Linked DNA regions of Sus scrofa: all the other regions are linked to region 1. The links are chromatin contacts, called in public Hi-C and HiChIP or PLAC-seq maps. All regions are on one chromosome and are shown on one strand. Each heading gives the region's core, a stretch centred on a gene start, on an enhancer-like site or on the middle of the called end of the contact. The rest is flanking DNA. Distances are from core to core; before and after follow the strand shown.

Region 1 (3,291 bases), core at 328-2,827:
CAGTTGCAGGCAGGTTGCTGGCAGGTGCTGCTGTCAGCCAAAGGCCTGACCAGGACTGGAGGACTGGCTTCCAGCACCACTCACTCACGTATTTGCTGGTAAGAGGCCTCCGTTCCTGGACACAGGACCTCCCCACAGGCTGCCTAAGTGTCCTCGTGTCTTGGTGGCTGGTTTCCACTAGGCTTGGGCCCTGAGAAATGAGGAAGACAGAGCCAGTGGGAGGATGGAGTACTTTCTATGACCTACACTATGAAGTCAGCGCTGTCACTTCCATCATATCCTGTTAGATAACAGTCACTAACCCCAGCCCACCCTCACGAGGAATTAGACTCCACCTCTTCTAGAAAAGAATATCACTCAACTTGTGAACATATCTTAAAACCACCATACCCAAATTTACTATTTTTTTTTTCAACATCTTTCCGTTCTGCTTCATCATTCTCTTACCCTTTCCTCACATACTTATTTCCTAACTATTTCAGAGCAGGTAGCAAGCTCCACATCCCTTCTCTCCTAAAGGCTTATATTCCTTCAGGAAAAGGATAGTCTTTTTTTTTTTTTTTTTTTTGCTTTTTAGGGCCCCTTCTGACATTCCTTTTTTTTTTTTTTTTTGTCTTTTTTGGGCCACACCCACAGCATATGGAGGTTCCCAGGGTAGGAGTCTAATCAGAGCTGTAGCTGCCAGCCTACACCACAGCCACAGCAACGCGGGATCCGAGCCACGTCTGCGACCTACACCACAGCCCACGGCAATTTCGGATCCTTAACCCACTGAGCGAGGCCAGGGATGGAACCCGCAACCTCATGGTTCCTAGTCGGATTCATTAACCACTGAGCCATGATAGGAACTCTACAAAATTGATTGTTAAACAATACAGGCAGCGGGCTACAAAGTGTGACTTAGGTTATGTAAGGTTTTGTTTTTCTCTTTTAGGGCCGCACCTGCAGCGTATGGAGGTTTTCAGACTAGGGGTCAAATTGGCGCTGTAGCTTCTGGTCTACACGGCAGCTCACAGCAACGCTGAGCCTTAACCCACTGAGTGGGGCCAGGTATTGAACCTGCGTCCTCATGGATACTTGTCAGATTCATTTCCACTGAGCCCAGACGGGGACTCCGGTTATGTAAGTTTCTATCAGCGGAGAATAAAGAAAAGGTGCTTCGGTTGAGCTCTAGGCCGCTCCCGCCCCCAGCACCAGAAAGACAAAAAATTGTTTATGAAAACTCAGCTTATTTCTGGGAAACTCTGAACCGTTTCCTTCGGCTCTGGTCTCGGTTAGAACACAGCTGTGGACGGCCCAGAGAGTCTACTCGTCTGGTTAAAATTCCAGTGCAACCGTTTCTCGGCTCTTTCCAGGAGCAGGTAACTTTTAGAAATGTCCAATTCCTCCTCCGTTACGGGGAACTTCCGCGGGCCCCAGCGCCCGGGCGGCTGCGAGGATCCAGCGAGCTGGTGAGCGGCTCGCTCCGCCCGGGATCGCATAGGCGCGCGCCGCCCCCCGGCGGCCGAGCGGGCGGAGCGGCGTCACGTGGGCGGGGCGGCGTCACGTGGGCGGGGCGGGCTCGTCGGCCGATCGCACGATGTGACGCGCCGCCGGAGGCAGGCCGGGCCCTCAAGATGGCGGCGGGCGCCCCGAGCGGCTCGGCCCGGCAGTAGTGGCGGGACGGCACTCGCCGCTGGGGCCGGCCGCCCCGGGAGTGGCTGCAGCAGCGCCAGGAGTCGAGGATGGTAAAATGACCCAGGGGAAGAAGAAGAAACGGGCCGCGAACCGCAGTATCATGCTGGCCAAGAAGATCATCATTAAGGACGGAGGCACGGTGAGCCGGGGGTACCGCGCCGGGGAGGGTCTTGCGGGGCCCGGATCTCTCTCTGCCCCCGCGCTGCCCCCTGCGGCCGCCCCTGGGTGCCCTCCGCCCTCCCTACCCTCCCGCGGTGCCGCTGTCTCGGGCTCCCGGGCCCCCGTGCCTCTGCTCCGGGGGCTTTCCTCTCCTCGCCGGCCTGCGGCCTCCGGGCCGGTCCTCTCGGATGGTGAAGCCGCTCGCCTCTCCCGCACCTGCCGCCCTCTCCGCCGTCGCCCCCGGAGGCCCTGCGGCCCCGAGCCCCCCGCGCTCCTCCTCCGCGGGCAGGGATCGACGCCGGGCTCCGTCGCCGGCCGGCCCACCGTGTCGCCGGGGCGGTGCTGGTGCCGCCCCCTCCCCCCCGCCGTCCAGGCCCCGCGGCCGGGGGCAGTCCCTGCCCTCCCATATGCTGCTAACGGGGTGGCATCTGGCGCGGCGACCCCGGCGGGGCCGGGTCGTGCGCTCGCTCTCTCCTTCCCGGTCCTGGGTCGGTGCTCCTGCCCTTCGCTGCCTGCTGTACGGTAAACACCGTCGGAAGGTGGGCTTCCCCCTGACTTCCCGCAGCAGGAGCGGGACAGAGGACACCTGGGCCTAGACCTGAATCTGCTGGTTTTCACAGGCCAGTCCTCACCCCCGGGCTTCAGAAATCACCTGGTGTATTTTAAAACAAAAAAGACTAGATGGAGTTGTGGCCTGAGGATTGGAAGACCGATTGAGGGCGAGACAAAATTTGTGCTTTTTAGAAACAGTTGTCGTCACAGTAAACTTTATGCATCGTGGTGTCGTTAACCAGCAGGGGACGTAGGCCTCTTAATTGAAAATAACGCGCCTGTACTTTTTTTATGCTGAAAATTCTCCATTGCTACGCTCTCTAGTCTTTGTTGCCTTCTTTGATATCATGTTCTGAAATAGAATGGAAAAGTGAAATGCATATGTCACTTCTCCGAGAAATAGGCAGAAATGGTTCCTTTTCCCCCCATATTTGCTTATATTTTGTTGGAGCCCTCAACTACTAGCACAGGGCTAAATATGTGAGGCTTTGCTGTATTCATTTGAAATGAAGAACAACTTTCTTTCGACATTTCAGAATATGTCCCAGTCAGTCTGCTAAAATTTAGAAAACTTGGGACATATGGAACAATTTCAGCATATACTTTTACTTAACTGTCAAATGTATAGATGTCATAACTTTGACATTTAGTGAAAAAAGAAGCTTTGAAATTCAAGTCCTCAAATTTTGTTGTATTTGATTAATTAAAACATTACTTTGATTAAATCAACTGTGAATTGTCATGGCTCTTTTGACCAAGTTGGTCAGAACTACTATGTGAGGAAAGAAATAGCATGAAAGAATACTGATTGCCTTTGTCAGTCATAGGGACTTGATATTTTTCATTCTTCATAAAAACCCACAAAATAGAATCGGCAAAGGATTGTATTTTGTAAAAGCAAGT
Region 2 (3,291 bases), core at 294-2,793, 690 kb after region 1:
AATACATATTGGTTAACATATATGGGGCAATCATTTCAAGAAGATAAAAGAAGTGAGACACATCAAACATTTTCCACTCAGAGAACTTTTCGTGATTTAAAGTGTCCAATTACCATTTCTAGTAAAATGCTTTTCGTATTGCAGTTGGTAATTTTGCCACTTAAGGATGAAAGATGTGAAGTGGCATTGCCGCCTTTTGAAAGAAGGCCCTCATGGGAATAGCTATCTTATATTTTGGGGGTGAGGAGTGGGGACTTAGGAGTCCCAGGACCAATACAACTGAAATTAAACTTCAATTTTTCCAACTTATTTAAAAGCTATTATGAAAAAGGGTATTGCAGATTTCTCTATAAACCAGCTGAGCAATTTCTCATCCAAAGCAATATAAGATAAAATGCAGAATTTATCTTCAAAGGCAGAATACAAAAACACAAGCTCAAATTCCAGCTGACCTTGATGAGTTAAGGGAACGCTGCAAATCAGTTGCTGACATTTAGTTACTTCCATATACCCTCACCTCCCCCCCCCCAGCAAAGTTACATCATATTGAAATAAAGCAGCTTTGGAGAAAAACTCAATTGCCATGGAAATATTTATCTTGAACCCAGTTTGTACCCACTGATGTTTCCCTGGCAGTGCAGTTGAATAAAATTCAGTCTATGGCTAATATAAAAGCTTCCTAAAAATATAAATAAATGCTACTAATTGAAAATATTTCTTTAAGTTAAAATAATGAAATATATGCCTAGAAAGGCAAAGTACTCTTTCCAGAACTTAATTTCTGGAATCTAGCTGTTTTTATAAAGCAGTTTTAATTAACATGGACATTTAAAAAAAATTGCAGAGTACATAAATTATGTTTTTAAAAATAAAACCACCTAATCACCACCCCACATACTCACAAAGTTCCAAGGAGAGCAAAACACATATATGCTCACTGCAGAACATTTTTAACATGAGAGCATTTTGGTATTTCCTTACCTCGAGTGCAGAAGATTGCAGTGGGACCAGCCGATTTATTTGCTTGCAGCTTGGTGATCATAAAACGGAAGGGGCGTCTCGCTTGCTCATTTTTTGTTTTTTTCCAAACCCAGTAGCGTGCAAGGACTTGGCGTCACTCGCTGGATGGATAACCTGGATGAAACGCTGACCGCAAAGAGAGAGCCTGAAGCAGGGGGCCGTCCCGGGCGGCCACCCCTCCCTTTCGGTGACGCTCCACTTCCTGTTAGACTATAAGGCTGTTCCCAAGAAGCTCGGTTTTGTAGTTTCCAGCCCACCTCCAAAAGCCGGTCGTCCTTTATCCCCATTTCTCCCCCAAGACAACACCTTGTACTCATTCAGGTGATGGACCACCTGACCTTACCCAAGCAATTTCCCGGAAAGACGCCCGAAGACGAGTTCCAACGACCGTGGGTGCCCAGGACAGGCCCGTCGGGCTAGCCTCCCCGAGCTCCGCACGTCCCTGCGTCCCACCAAAGAGCCTGTTTTTCCTGCACTTCCTCGCGATGGGCAGTGGGGTTCTGACGAGCGTTAGAGCCGCGACTGCGGCCTCCGGGATGACCTGGAAGTGAAGGGGACGTGTAGGAACTCGAGTTTTGGGTTATCTGCGGATTGAGAATTGTCGTGGAAGCAATGCCTTAACCAAACCTGCATTCCAACCCAGTCTCGTCGGCGCTCCTTTTAAAGGGTTCTCTTAAATACATTTAAAATTCTTTCGGAAGACCTTTATTGATTGCCTCCAGCGTGGCAGTACGGAGAGGTCAGGCGCTGTTTTCGGGGGGCGGGGCGGGGTGGATTGTTAGGATGTGGGTGTCCAGGGTTCACCCAGCAAAACCATCATTTGCGCTTCCTGTGGAGTGAAGGCGAGAGAACGTGCGGCCTAGGTTCTTAAGCACTGCTGCCCAGGGCATCAGGTCTTAATGATAACAGGGGTAAGGGCGAAAGGGCTGGCGCTGGACGCCAGCGCATCCGGGAACATCGGCGGTAGGCGGTCAGGGTGGACGAGTGCGGGCTCTCAACTTCCCACCCAGCCCAGGCCGTGAGAGGGCCAGCTCAGGACTTTCCTCCTCAGTCCAGGTGGCGGGACTCCACCCCAGGTCGGCCCTTTGGAACACCGAGTCGTTGCAACCACCTTTAACTCGCAGAAAAACCCGCGCAGCCCCGCCCCCTGTCGTAAGCCCCGCCCCACCGCGCAAGTCCCGCCCTCGGCCCCGCCTTCCCCCTTTCCCGTCCCAGGACGCGTTGCGCGGCCCGGGCCGGAAGTCGGCGGGTTCCCGGGTGTGTGTGTCTGAGTCTGTGTCTGAGTCTGTGTCTGGAAGCGGCGCGCGGCCCGGGACAAGCTCCGGGGCTTCCCATCTGAGGCGTCACCACTGTCACTACCATCACCCACGGAGCCGCTACTAGTGGGGTGTAGACCCGGCCCTTCGCCGGGCAGAGAAGATGTTGCCCCTGTCCATCAAGGACGATGAATACAAACCACCCAAGTTCAATCTGTTCGGCAAGATCTCGGGCTGGTTTAGGTGCGGGGTGCTGTGTTTGCGGGATGGGGATGTCTGGCAGAAGGGGAGAAGGCCCAAACCTAAGGATGGCTCGAGGTCCAGGGAGGGAGCGTCGGGGACACCCTCGTTTTGAAAGTGTGGACTGGGAGGGTCTTGAAAGGAGAACCCAGCCTCCGGGTCCCGGCCCGCTTTGACTTTCCCGGCTCTTCCCCACTTGTGTCATGCCTAGGTCCATCCTGTCGGACAAGACGTCTCGGAACCTGTTTTTCTTCCTGTGCCTGAACCTCTCTTTCGCTTTTGTCGAACTACTCTACGGCATCTGGAGCAACTGGTAACCAAAGGGAAAAAGGGTTGGGGCGGAAGCAGAGGGTGGGGGAGACGAAACACTGTTTGCTTAGTGCCACGTAGCTGCTCACCGGGAGGTTCAGGTCTTGCCTTTGCCACCACCTCTGCTGCAGAGTTGCTTTCTCATATCCACACTGGTCTGGCATGCTTACGTTTCTTAAAATTCTGGGCCATCACATGCAGCAGTTAAAATTTAGGTCCCCGCTCCCTCCTTCCACCACCACCCCCTAGTCCGATAAACGCGAGTGCCAAGACCCTTCTTCAGTTTGACACATGGAGACAGTCTTTTGTCTTTACACGCGTTAGCTTTGCCCCACTTTCTTGGAACTGGGAGAAACACGTTTCCTGCCTCTCTGTGGGGGAGTGGCATTTAGATTCTCCCTTAAAAGTCCGGGAGGGAATATCACATGTTCTACTTAATATGTTATTAGATCTTGGAATGAGGAAG
Region 3 (3,291 bases), core at 467-2,966, 580 kb after region 1:
AGGACGATTGGGATATGAGTCACACTATTTTTCAGATTGGTATTTGTTCATTCAGTGTTGACTTTTTGAACCCTTACTATCTACTGGTCTCTACATTAAGTGCTGAGGCTATAGTGGTGAACAGGACACACATGCTCCTGGCCTTCATAGAGCTAATAATCTAGTAACTACCTATCAATAAGCCCTACTTTTAACCATTGGTATAATACAGAGCAGCAAGTATATCCTTCCTAGGCACGTCCATCATTCAATGATCACAGGGCTTCATGGATGCTCCTTATCCAAATTCAACATCCCATTCTTTCCGCAGCTCCTACCAGATCAGGGGGTTTGGAGTCATCTACCATCCTCATCATTATCTTCTGGACACCCTCTGCTTTGTCAGTCTCTCTCACAAGGACTATAACCTTGAATCAGACACTTCTGTTCCCAACATCCCAATATGGTCTTGGAGACCATGGCCTCAGATGATGAGAAGGTAGAAAGCTGTGAGTGCACTTGGAGCTTATCAATACCTCTTTAAAATTCTTTTTGGCTGTGCCCATGGCATGCAGAAGTTCCTGGGCCAAGGATTGAACCTGTGCCTCCGCGAAGTGTAAAACCATGCATTACATATTGAGAAGGCAGAGGCGGATACAATGAGGAACAGGAACTTGTCTGGGACCATGACAGGAATGGATGATCCAATGGGGGAGGAAGAACTGCACATGTAGACTATAAGGAAGTGGCTATTCCGGTTTCTATTTGATGGCCAAGCATTTTGCAAAGACTTGAGCATGTGTGCACAAGGCGAAAACAGCCATTTAAAAATACCTTTTAAAAGTCATTTCCTAGGAGGGGAAAAAGAGCATGCAGTTGTTGTCAGCATCCCCCCATACCAAACCCAAAGTATTGTTCGTATTTTAACTGTGTTTGTGAGTAAGTCTCACAGAGTCCAAGAGATTTACCACCTGAGATGAATTCCATATATTTGAATCTAAGTCTGCAAAAGACTTCCAATTACCTAGCTAGCCACTGAATCAAAGAATCGGTAACTTTTCTAAAACAAAAGAGAAAAATGACCTCTCTTGTTTTGGTAGCATTTCTTTACTTCCTTCCTCTGCTCAAGATCATCATTTCAGAAAGTTGGTATTTGTTGTCAAAAGAACGATTTTTGTGAATTAAAAGTAAAAAGCCATGCTGTCTCCCTTAGAAAAAAAAAAAACAAAAAACAAAAAAACAACTCATCAAAAGAAGGGATCTCTTCCCTTTTCTTGCAAGAGAACATTTAATCTCTGTTGTAGGATTGCAAATATATCTTCATAATGGAGAACAATCATTCAAATGATATGGTACTGTTCAGCCTCTTCCAACACTCGAGTGTAAGTTTCTATTTCTTTCTCTCTCTTTCCCCTCATTGGATTCAGAAAGCCTCATTCTGCAGCAAGCATTACTTCATATCTTTCTTGCAAAGATATGCTTTGGGAAGGAAAATCAGGAAAAGATTGAATTTTATAGACTTGGGAGTGTTTTTTCTTTTTCTGGGACAGAGACAGGAGTTTCAGTACTGAGAGCAAAGGAAGGGGTTAATACTGGCCTTGGCTGGCTGTCAGTTAAACTTTTTTTCTGGCTCTGTCCGGGTTTCCCCTTGAAGGGATTTCCCTCCGCCTCTGCGCTTCTGCAACAAGACCCTTTATAAAGAGCAGACTTTCTATTTCATTCCTCACTGAACCTCACTGGCTTTTGGAGCTCAAGACTCTTCCTGAGCACTTTCAGGGAGGACACAAAGAAGGGTTTTGGAACCATTGTTTCCTCGTCACACAGCAACTTAAAATGCCGAGGAATATCGTCGTGATCTTTGGAGCCTCAAATATACTTTGGATGGTGTTTGCCGTTTGTAAGTTCTCCTTGATCTGTTCCAAATGCTAGCATTGCATTTTAGCCCTGATTTTGGCTTCGGTCAGTTTTGCTATGGTGGTGAAGAAAGGCACTAGGGTTTTTAAAGAGCAAGAGGACTTAATTTAACCTAACTTTCACTGTGCCACTGAGTATTGCTATCTACTGGTTCACTGTCATAGTTGAAGCTGCAAAGTTGATGCTTTTTGTAACCTTTTTTTTTCCATGTCAAATGAGTGAGTAATTGGAGTCCATCTCTAGGAAGGTCTATCTCTTTAGTTTCCTGTACTCGATAATGACATTGGACTTGGCTAGTGACAAAACAACTCTGAGCAATGGGTATCGAGGTCAGAAGTGAGAGTTCTCTTAAGTGAAGGTGATTTCAACACCTTCTTTTGGCAGCAGCTCCAATGCTGCCTTGTGTTGGTCCAAAGCAGTTTTAGGAAGGCGATCAGCCAGGTTGTATTTTGAGTGTTCTACTGGAACAGAGAAGAAGCAATAGGACCGTAAACAAACCCGTGGTACGTTTGGGTTTCTCTTTTTGCCTCTGCAGCTCAAAATGTTAAAGTCGAGATCTTCCCTGAAGACAAAATGATTGCGCAGATTGGTGACTCCGCTTCCCTGACTTGCAGCGCACCGGACTGCGAGTCCTCCCTGTCTTTCTCTTGGAGAACTCAGATAGACAGTCCTCTGAATGGAAAAGTGAAAACTAACGGGACCAGATCCACGCTGGTCATGAATCCCGTTAGTTTTGAGAATGAACACTCCTATCTGTGCACAGTCTCCTGCGGGAATTGAAAGGGGAAAGAGGAATCCAAGTGGAGATCTACTGTGAGTACTTTAGAGATTATTTGATTTTCTCCCCATTTTGCTTTAAAATACGTTTTTTTTTTTTTTTTTAAAGTAAGGTTTTAAAAGAATAACAATTAAGTATGGTATTCATGTCCAGATTCTTGGTTAGAGGACAAAGTGCACCGAGAAAGCGAGTGAATCTTGCACTAGACCAGAAACCCAAATCTTGGCTTCTGTTTCCAACTCTGCCATAAACATGGTGGCCAACTGTAAGACTCAACCTCCCTGGGCTTCAGTTTTCTTAGCCATAAAATGACGTTCTTCAAGGTTCTTTTTATTTTATCAAAATTTTTTCTAGAGCTCCCCTGGTGGTGCAGTGGAAACAAATCTGACTAATATCCATGAGGACGCAGGTTCGATCCCTGGCCTTGCTCAGTGGGTTAAGGATCCGGTGTTGCTGTGAGCTGTGCTGTAGGCCGGTGTCTATAGCTCTGATTCAGCCCTAGCCTGGGAACTTCCATATGCCATGAATGCAGCCCTAAAAATAAAAAAAAAAAAATTCTATTTGATTATTTCTATATTTTGTTAAATGGCGTCACCCAAGGCATATGGAAGTTCCTGGGC

What was found. Hi-C and Micro-C count contacts between places; a contact is called where the count stands out from the background. HiChIP or PLAC-seq counts read pairs in DNA pulled down with a chosen protein or histone mark.
Region 2: an H3K27ac HiChIP or PLAC-seq map of alveolar macrophages shows a contact between it and region 1. The contact joins the promoter of EXTL2 here to the promoter of MFSD14A in region 1. A contact is called at or near these places in 1 of 5 promoter capture datasets (fetal skeletal muscle) and 2 of 2 datasets of contacts at active chromatin or transcription factors (alveolar macrophages and skeletal muscle).
Region 3: a contact with region 1 is called in a Hi-C map of heart right ventricle, with 4 times the contacts expected there. The contact joins the promoter of VCAM1 here to the promoter of MFSD14A in region 1. A contact is called at or near these places in 2 of 47 Hi-C or Micro-C datasets (adipocytes and heart right ventricle).

Annotation. Positions count from the first base shown.
Region 1 is chr4:118,088,660-118,091,950 of Sscrofa11.1, reverse strand. MFSD14A (hippocampus abundant transcript 1 protein) reads left to right here and starts at 1,577. Exons shown (of 13, transcript XM_013997351.2): 1 at 1,577-1,816. The coding sequence starts at 1,733.
Region 2 is chr4:117,395,463-117,398,753 of Sscrofa11.1, reverse strand. It overlaps EXTL2 (exostosin like glycosyltransferase 2), which reads right to left and starts at 1,543. Exons shown (of 5, transcript NM_001243549.1): 1 at 982-1,543. It overlaps SLC30A7 (solute carrier family 30 member 7), which reads left to right and starts at 2,371. Exons shown (of 11, transcript NM_001136211.1): 1 at 2,371-2,519; 2 at 2,728-2,829. The coding sequence starts at 2,440.
Region 3 is chr4:117,509,636-117,512,926 of Sscrofa11.1, reverse strand. It overlaps VCAM1 (vascular cell adhesion molecule 1), which reads left to right and starts at 1,716. Exons shown (of 8, transcript NM_213891.1): 1 at 1,716-1,876; 2 at 2,429-2,669; 3 at 2,672-2,706. The coding sequence starts at 1,813.